Regions from separate parts of the Mus musculus genome. Here all the other regions are linked to region 3. Evidence: chromatin contacts called from public Hi-C and promoter capture Hi-C data. All regions are on one chromosome and are shown on one strand. The core of a region is the stretch at or near the end of the contact, and the rest is flanking DNA. Distances in the headings are between cores, read along the strand shown.

What was found. Promoter capture Hi-C pulls out the DNA fragments that hold promoters and counts their contacts. A called contact is a pair of places that touch in the nucleus more often than the background predicts.
Region 1: a Hi-C map of embryonic stem cells shows a contact between it and region 3, with 4 times the contacts expected there. The contact joins the enhancer-like site here to the promoter of Nxph1 in region 3. A contact is called at or near these places in 4 of 39 promoter capture datasets (the 3T3-L1 cell line, embryonic stem cells, frontonasal cranial neural crest and 1 more), 1 of 484 Hi-C or Micro-C datasets (embryonic stem cells) and 1 of 115 datasets of contacts at active chromatin or transcription factors (astrocytes).
Region 2: a contact with region 3 is called in a promoter capture Hi-C map of embryonic stem cells, with 5 times the contacts expected there. The contact joins the enhancer-like site here to the promoter of Nxph1 in region 3. A contact is called at or near these places in 8 of 39 promoter capture datasets (cranial neural crest, embryonic stem cells, frontonasal cranial neural crest and 5 more), 3 of 484 Hi-C or Micro-C datasets (cerebellar granule neurons, embryonic stem cells and nephron progenitors), 5 of 115 datasets of contacts at active chromatin or transcription factors (astrocytes, embryonic forebrain, embryonic hindbrain and 2 more) and 1 of 9 other capture datasets (embryonic stem cells).

What each region holds. Positions count from the first base shown.
Region 1 is chr6:10,090,497-10,093,451 of GRCm38.p6, reverse strand. No RefSeq gene overlaps it. Among named protein-coding and RNA genes, the nearest start is that of n-TVcac5, 8.4 kb to the left of the region's middle. Within about 2 kb of position 1,336, at least 5 of the 459 cell types and tissues checked have an H3K27ac peak or open chromatin away from gene starts, as enhancers often do. A contact at or near this core is called in embryonic stem cells, where this site is marked.
Region 2 is chr6:10,423,395-10,426,757 of GRCm38.p6, reverse strand. No RefSeq gene overlaps it. Among named protein-coding and RNA genes, the nearest start is that of n-TVcac5, 320 kb to the right of the region's middle. Within about 2 kb of position 1,962, at least 2 of the 459 cell types and tissues checked have an H3K27ac peak or open chromatin away from gene starts, as enhancers often do. A contact at or near this core is called in embryonic stem cells, where this site is marked.
Region 3 is chr6:8,948,531-8,951,437 of GRCm38.p6, reverse strand. Nxph1 (neurexophilin 1) reads right to left here and starts at 1,419. Exons shown (of 2, transcript NM_008751.5): 1 at 1,131-1,419. The coding sequence starts at 1,184.

The sequences.
Region 1 (2,955 bases), core at 87-2,586, 1.1 Mb before region 3:
TCCAATGGAAAAAAAAGACAGCATTTTCAACAAGTGGTGCTGGCACAACTGGCAGTTATCATATAGAAGAAAGTGAATTGATCCATTCTTATCTCCTTGTGTAAAGCTCAAGTCTAAGTGAATCAAAGAGCTCCACATAAACCAGAGTCACTGAAACTTATAGAGAAGAAAGTTGGGATAAGCCTCGAAGATATGGGCACAGGAGAAAAATTCCTAAATAGAACAGCAATGGCCTGTGCTGTAAGATCAAGAATCGACAAATGGGACCTCATAAAATTGCAAAGCTTCTGTAGGGAAAAGATACTGTCAATAAGACACAAAGGCCACCAAAAGATTGGGAAAGGATTTTTACCAATCCTAAATCTGATAGGGGACTATTATCCAATATATACAAAGAGTTCAAGAAGCTGAAATCCAGATATTCAAATAACCCCATTAAAAATGGGGTACAGAGATAAACAAAGAATTCTCAACTGTGGAATACTGAAGGGCTGAGAAGCACTTGAAAAAGTGTTCAACACCCTTAATAATCAGAGAAATGCACATCAAAACAACCCTGAGATTCCACCTCACACCAATCAGATTGGCTAGGATCAAAAATTAAGTGACAGCAGATGATGGCAAGAATGTGGAGAAAGAGGACCACTCCTCCATTGCTGCTTGGATTGCAAGCTTGTACAACCACTCTAGAAATCAGTCTGGTGGTTCCTCAGAAAACTGGCCATAGAAGTGTTGGGGCCAGGCTATGGCTCTCATGTCCGGTTCCATCCTGGGAGGCATTTTGGAACTGGAAGAGGAGAGGGAGTCTAGGCATGTAGAGAAATAATGGAACCAAGACAAGCTAGTCTGCTCAAAGTTCAAATTTTTAATGGTGGACATGCTTTATAAAGGAGAGGGGAGTCTCATTTCCACCAAGCTGGAGGTGACCATGTGTAGGATCAGATGTAGACTCTGTAAGAGCTCGGCCGACTCCCAGCAGGTAGCAGCAGCAGCAATGGCTGAACAATAGAGTGATCCAGTGAGGTAGGCTCCACCCTAGGTCATCTCCTTAGTGATATAGCAAAGTCAAGGTCTGGCTCAGCCTTCTTCAGGCTTGTGGGAGACTACATCTCCTCCCTGTTATTAATATTTTAAAAAAAGGCTATACTGAGGTATAAAATTTATTTATGCTCTATAGTTCTGCCTAATTTCTTTGGGCCTAGTGAAGAAACCTGTCTCAGTGTATTCCCTAACTTTTCTCATGGTATACCCTTTTTGGTTAAGACTGTCTTTACTGTTCTAGTAAACATTTTGCAGACCAGCCCTGAGCTGCAGTCTCTGTCTTTTGTAATGCATAATTTCTTACTGAATAGGTAACTTCCTTACAGAATTCCTAGTGAATTCCAAGTTGTCGGCTTTAAGGTCTTTCTAGGACATTGGAACACTAGCGAAGGTTTAACTATATCAGAATTCAATCATAAAAGGCACTTATAGTAAGATAATACTAAAGAAGAGCACATGGATCCATACACCAGACTAATGCAGAGATAGGGTAAGAATGTACAGGTTTTGAGAACGCTAAAATTCCAGGAGGTGAGTTTCCATGAAACTCTTTGCCTCATGAGTGCTCCCAGGCCTCTCAGCCTGCCAAGCAAACTTCACTGGGATGTGCATAGCATTCTCCCATTCTTATATTTTTGTCGAAGTTCCAGAATGTCCTGCCTTGTCATAGCTATAGATCTTAGGAGTGCTCTAAAGATGAGTGGAAACATAATGATTTACTAATAAAATAATGCCAATAATAATAGCAAGTATAATAATATATTGAACCCAATCCAGGGGATTCAATGCACTTAGGTTATTTTTAAATCTCTGGCCAATTCATCAATGTTCCAAGTGTCTAAGTGACTATTGCTTATATCTGAAATTTCTGCCTTTTTAGCCTTAATATATTGTATGTCCTGACCTATTGTTAGGACTACTACTTTAAGACATTAACCTTTGCCTCCAATTCTTACATGGATCTTGGTGGATTATTAATAAACCACGGCCTCTTGGCATGTACCTCTGCCTAGATTAATATGACTTTGAGATTTTGGTGTCTGTCTTAGACTGTCTGGCCCTCATAGCAAACCTTAATCCCAAATCAGACCAAAAGCCACAATATGTACTGGAGTGCTACTTGAGTGAAGATTAGTAACTGCAACCTGCTTGGAGTTGGGAATGCACATCTGTTGCAGTCAGGCTGAAGGACATTGACTGAACTGCTTGAAAAACAAAGTCCAGGCAGTGAAAGGCAACAGTACAAAAGCTACTTTGGGGGAAGTCCAGGTACTCCATTCAATTGCAAATTAGCAATGCTCAAGCTTAGACTTAGAGCTCCCAGTGTGGGGGAGGTGACCTTGAGAATCACAGAAAGGCTTCAATCTTTCTGGGAGAGGAGGCTGTGTTCTAATTTAACTTTGTTAAGTAATAAAGAATATTTAGCTAACTTCCCTGGGATTCTCTAATACTGGAATTGTTACTAGACCAGTCCAAGATTGAGTTATAATAACTGGTCACAATGAGGGAAAGAGAAAGAATCACTAATCTTTCTAAGTCATATTACACAGTCTCTGATGTTCTTTTTACCATAAGGTTAAAAGCTTGAAGCAAGGCAGCTTCACTTGTCCAAACTGGAAAAATGGCAAGTAAGGATGGGTCGAAAACATGTACCCAATTTAGCTTCCTTGTCACTAGAGTCAGAAAACTTACCTGTCAGCCTGTCACATGAATTAGCCATCATGCTTCTGCAGAGTTCTGTGAAGAAAATCTGTTTTTCCCTTTCCTAATAAGGTATCTGTTCAGGACAAAGCCATATGCCAATAAGTAGATCCTTTTAAGATACTATAAGGCATTTATCAAATTCCTTGTCATCCAAATTTCAAAATTCTAAAATAAAAGTATGATTTAAATAATGTGCACGGGAATGCACTA
Region 2 (3,363 bases), core at 713-3,212, 1.5 Mb before region 3:
CATAGGTAGCATAAATATAAGGCACAGCAGTTGCTTAAGTAAGTATATTTTCAAGACTAACATAGTGAACAGGGTCATAAAACATATATAAATTTTCATTTCTCAAATTTATGGTTGTTCTGTGAGTGAGACAATTAAAACTTGAATTTTTAGGAAAAATAAAATGTTCCTTTCAATATGGTATCATCTTATCTAACACACTCATAGTCTTTATATATCTTTGATATGTGTGTATATGTTTTTAAAAAGTTTATCATGTTTTGCCTGAATATTATCAGTTCTTCAGGTTTTATTTTTAAGTAGCCAACTATGATGCAACATCACTAAAAGGAAAATTTACTAAAGTAATAAATAAAATTCATTAATTTAAATAATTTATCTCAGCATATTGCTTTCATTCTACTACTTATTACTGTTAATCTCTTACCATATCTAATTTATATGTTAAACCACATATAGATTTGAATGCAGAGGACAAACAATATATATTGCTACAGGGTTTGACACTGTTTATGGCTACAGCCAGATACTTCAAGGCTTAGATTGCTCCATGTGGAATAGGTAAGATTATTATACGACATATGATTATAAAAGCAATGAAATCTTTCCTTTAAAAATTCAATTTGTGTACAATCTAATGTTTTCTAGATTGGGAGCTAAAGCTTCTTTTATCCCAACTTTGTAACTGAATGGTGCTAATATCTTTTGAGTATGAACTCAGAGTTTCCCTCCCCCCACCCACAAGTAATGGTTTATTTCTTTGGATTCTAAGTAAAATGGTGGGGCTTCTTCCAATGGATCTACAAGTGTAGGTTTGTGGTTAAGCAGTTGTCTGTCCAATCTAAAGAGCTAACTCAATTGCTCCTATAGAAAAAAAAATTAATGTCCCTCTATTGACCCATCATTTTTATTGCTTTCTTTATATTATCAATCAATGTCTAAATTCTCACAACATATTGAGCTAATAATTTCACATTTATTCTTGAAATCTGGAAGTGCTCTTTGATGTGCTTTGCATGCAGACAAGGTGACCTGAGTTCAATCTGTGGGTCCCACAAGGTGGCAGAAGAGAACCAATTCAGAAAATTGTTTTCTGACCACCAACACATAATTTGGCACATGAATATGTAAGCATTCTCTCTCTCTCTCTCTCTCTCTCTCTCTCTCTCTCTCTCTCTCTCTCTCTCTCGCTCACTCGCTCTCACACACAGACACACACACACCAAAGGGCACATAATTATTATAATAAATAATAAAATAATAAAGATATATAAATTTGAACTAACTGATTCTGAATTTTAAAACACTTGGTGTTCATTGCCTCCTTAATGTTTCTTTTTCTCTTATAGGATGAATGGAGCCATCCTTCTTAGACAGAAGTTGAGGGCTTGCCAGTGAATCAACTTGCTAATTTCTCACTTTAAGGACTCTGGTGAGAGTGTTGCATCAGAAATATATGTATCTTTCAATAATGCTCATATATATTGAATAATAATGATTAATAACCTGTGTCAGTCTTTCTGGCTGCAGTTTTCAGGTAGTCTTTAGCGCTCTTAAAAGCTAGTTGGTAACATACATACATAAATATATATATTTAGAGAGAGAGATTGAGAGAGAGAGAGAGAGAGAGAGAGAGAGAGAGAGAGAGAGAGAGAGAGATTGAGGGGATAGAGGGGCAAAGCACAGGCTGAATGTAGCCACCAGTGACCACAGGTTATTGGGTTCCTGAAAGGAAAGCTGGGGATGGATGGAAAGAATGGTGTGAGAAATAACAAGCCAAGAGAAAGTTGTCTGATCAAGGCTCAGTGTTCTAATTCTCGGGTCTGAATTTAAAAGGGGGAGACCCATCTCCCTCTTTGTCATGCTTTTGTCCCTTTGCCAGGATCTCCTCAGGAAGACAAGGTCAGCTGCTCAGCAGGTAGTGTTTCTTGCAGGAAGCTGCCGACATGGCAGAACAATAGACTTCACCTGGGTCAGAAGATTCCACCCTAGGTGTGCTGACTATGGCAAACAAGGTCTGATTCAGCCTGCTCAAGGCTGGGGGGAAGGCATAGCTGAACATCTTTGTTTTACATAATCAGCAGTGATTTATAATAGAATACAGATTTGACCTTATTATTGATATCCTCTACCAGCAGAGTAGTTGCTACAGAGGAGTTATACTTGAAAGTAATTTTTAAAATCTCCTTAGAATTGTTGATGGTAATATTTGTTGCCAGATTGTTTAGTTGAATTATCTAGGAGATAGACTATTTTTAAAAGATTTTCAGAGATGTTTAAAGGATGAGGGAATGTCTACCCTAAATGTAGACTGTGCCACCCCATTGCTTAAAAGAAAAAAAAAAAACACATTGAAAAACAGTTATGATGTCCCTCTGGATCCTGATTACAGTACAAAGAGACAGCATCCTATTGTGCTGCTTCCATGCTGCCCCATTACAACGGACATTTGCGCCCTCAGACATCAAGACAGGATAAGATAATGTTGTTATTATCTAGAATGCTCTGGTCAAGTATTTCATTGTTAAATAGTAACTAACCCACCTATTAAAAACTAATTTTCTCTCTATAGTGAGATCAAGTGTTTCTTAGTATTTTTTTGTTGAAGAATTTTTTTATTGACTTTGATTTCATACAATATATTGAAAATTTGGTCACAGTTCTAATGATATCATCCTTAAATTTATCCTTTAAGATAGCATCCTTAGAATTCAAACAAAAAATATTTGCAATACTAAAATCTGATAGCAACTCATCGATGTGAGATGATTTTCTGAAAATAATGCATATTATTTTACAAAAAAGTATGTCTAGCTAATTATTATAGCTTGTGTAAAATTGTTACTCACCTGCCCTTTTTTCAGTAATATTACATTTTTAATCATGTGGACATTTGCACTATGCTAAATGTCTTATTTTCAATGTTCACTTGGTGGTAAAAGAGAATACAAACCCCTAAAAATTATAGTAATATCTATTTTTAGAAATCATTTTGTTGCATCATATCATTAACTATTTATTTTCAAAACATTATGTCATTTTTTTCCTACTATGAAATATTTGTTTAAATCTTCTCAAGAATTTGAAAGGGCTTAAATCTTTGTGACTCTTATAAATAAACAAGCACTTAATAATTTTTCATCTCTTTGGGGATTTTTTTAAACTTCATTGCCAGTGTTAAGGCGTTTAATCCTACTCAAGAGTGTATTTAATTGTTGGTTAGTTAGATTCTTTGCGATCCTAGAGAGCACATCCCCAGCTGATGCTAGACTTCAAAGACAGAAATTCTTTGAATTCTGTGCTGCTATTTACATGTATGTCTTCAAGATATTTTATTCTTCCTCTTGCTCTACTCTCTTAAAT
Region 3 (2,907 bases), core at 170-2,669:
CCCGCGATCGCAGGCGCCAGAGCTAAGACCGAAAAACACGGCCACTTGCAGGGATAGCACAGTATCCGGGCTGGTGGATTCTGAAGCTCTTGGGAATGAAAGACACTAACACCACTCTTAGTCCCATTTATCCAGCCGGTTTAGAAAACTCCAGCTGCTACCGCAGCGCCTGCGCTCCTCGCCCCTCCACAGAACACCTTGAGTTTTCGGTGCACTCCCGTGGCCCGGAATCTGCTGTGGAGTTCAGAACACTAGGCTCAACCTCGCCGGCAGAACGCGAGTGTCCCTGGCCCTCTGAGAAATCAAACGCGGAGAAAATATCACACTCTCCTAGGCTCGCGGTGATGCCCACAACTCCCTAGCCACACAGAGCGATTCTCCCCGCGTCGGTTCTAAGATTGTGTCAAGTCCAAACCTCCGAAAACTGATTCTGGAGGAACCTGGACAGGACAAGATTCTCTCCCTAGTGACAAGGCTTGCCATTCCCTAAAAAGAAACCCCTCACTGAAACTATGCTTCTGTTATTTAATGGCAACTGGACCTTGGAAGGCGAGAGAGGGTTATGTTTGCAGGTGTATCTCTGACCTAACTGCCTGGTCGTTTGCTATGTGTCTGGCGGATAAACTTACACCAGCTGCACCCCTGTAAGTCTCAGGGAGTTACCTGCACTTTCTTGATGTGCCACAAACCCAAATTGGGGGCGCTGGGGCAGTGGGGCAGTGAGTAGATTCCTGTTCGGCTCTTCAAGCCCACCTCCACCCCCTTTCATTTAAACTAGGTGGGGGAAGAAGTGCTGCTAAGAGTTTCATGATTCCCAATACCTTTCTTCTCCCCTTCCTCCCAAGGCATCCTCGCCTACTACCTCCTGGTTTCTGGACCTGTAAGGTCCTGTTAAGAATCATGATCCGGGAGACGGAAAATAGAGCAAAAAATGAGGATGAGAGCCTGAAAAACTCTCGCAGGAATCCAAACCAAAGCTTCCCAAAGTTCTTCCACTCTCTGGGAACACTCAGCTCTCACTGAACTGGCGGCCTCGCCCTCCCGCACCCCCCCCCCTCTCACCCCAGTTGCTTGGCCTCCAGGCTAGGGAGGTATCTCAAAGATGCCGGACCGGACCGATCGCCACTTACCAAGTAGACGGTGGGCTGCAGGAGGAGAAGAACGTACCAGCACGCAGCCTGCATCCTCCCTCCTCTCAAACTTCCTTGGCGGTGCCTTGGCTGAGTCTTTGTTCCTTCAAAAACATAGATCCACCTGACATCCACTTTACAGAGCAGGGAGCGCTCTCAGCAGCCTAGATACAAATGAAATTAGACATCCCATGACCACGCGGACAAGGCTGACGATCAAGCGAGGGGAAAGGGGCTCTTGGTGTGGAGTGATGGAGTCAAAAAGCTTGGAAGGGGGACGCAAAGATTGGAAAAGCGAGCCAATCCAGCTCCAGGAACAAGCGAGTGCGGTCCGCAGGCGGGCGGGCGAGCGAGCGGGCGGGCTTGAGCGGTGGCAGGGGGTTCCCAGAGCCCGGCGCGTCTCGGAAGCCAGCGCCCGAACGGCGGAGGCCAGAAGGGGTTAGGCACAGAGAGAGCAGCTCACAGGCTGGTTAGGAGGCCAACTGTCTCTGGCAGCCAGACCTGCCCTAGTGTTTGAAGGCGGGAGGCTGGGACTAAAGGCGGCGGCTGGTTCTTCGCCAGCCCTGGCAGGGTTCACACACGTACACAGCAGCAGAGAGAGATAGCAAAAGCAAGCGAGCAAGAGACTGAGAGAGGGGGGTGCGGGCAGGGCAAGGGTAGGTAGAACTGACCCGGATTAGGTACCCGTGAAATGGGGGTGGGGAGGGGGGTGCAATTTGCATATAGGAAAGCGGGGCTCAGTTTACCCATTTGAACCTCCTGAAATACAGATAGACACCCACAATCACATCCCTAGCACTACTTTTTTGAACGAAGGGGCACAGCCAGTTGCTAACTTCTACAGTAGAAACCTGTCTGGGACTCTGAGGGTCACCTATTAGACATGCCTTATGCCCAAGAAGAGTTTCACCCCGCTGTCCCTTCCTGGTGATGACCACCACCCTGCCCCAACGTGTCCCTGCCAAGAACGGTGGAGGCGACCGGTACATACCGCACAGGACTGGAGGCAAATGCAGCGAGCAAGAACCGCTCTGAACAGGCTCCATGGAGGAGCTACTACGGCCTGGAGTCTCCAGCGCCCGGGACGTGCCCTCCCCGGAGCTCCGTCTCCATGCTCGGGCGAGGACAGGTCCAGCTGCCTCGTCCAGCCTTGGCGGAGTCGTTGTCCCAGTGCCCGGGTCGCGATCCGGATTGGTCCGCGGGAGCCTAGGCTTGGCACAGTTGAATTCCCGGTGCAGGAAACTTAAGAGGCAAGAGAAGGAGGGGCAGGTAGAGAAGACGACGGAGGAAGGAAGAAAGGGAGGGAGAGAGACGAATGCGCCCGGTTGCTGCACCCGACCGACCCGGACTGCCTGTGTTGGCACTGACACCAGCAGCCTAGGACTCCCGGATTTCCGCGGTTGCCAGAGGATAGAGAATGACTTAAGGGGAGGAGACTGGGCAAGTCCTCCGGACTTGAACTTGAGCGATAAGACCCGAACCTTTCGGAAGAAAAAGAAAGCCACACAACAGGCGCGATGAGTCCCAGTTTCAGAAGGGGTGTGGTGACGAAATTTTGGAAGCTGCAAGCACAGGAAGCAGCCCCAGCTTTACCAGCAAGGCTGGAAAGCCCCAAGGCGACTAAGGATTGGTGTCGCGGGCGCTGTCCGAGGTCCTGCCCGGCCACGGGGGGACGCTCCGCAGAGCGCGGTTTCAACTCCCCGCCGCGACTGAGCGGTTTTCTCTTCCCGGTCGCGGCTGGTCGAGCCTACAGCCGGGACACCAACAATTACATTGA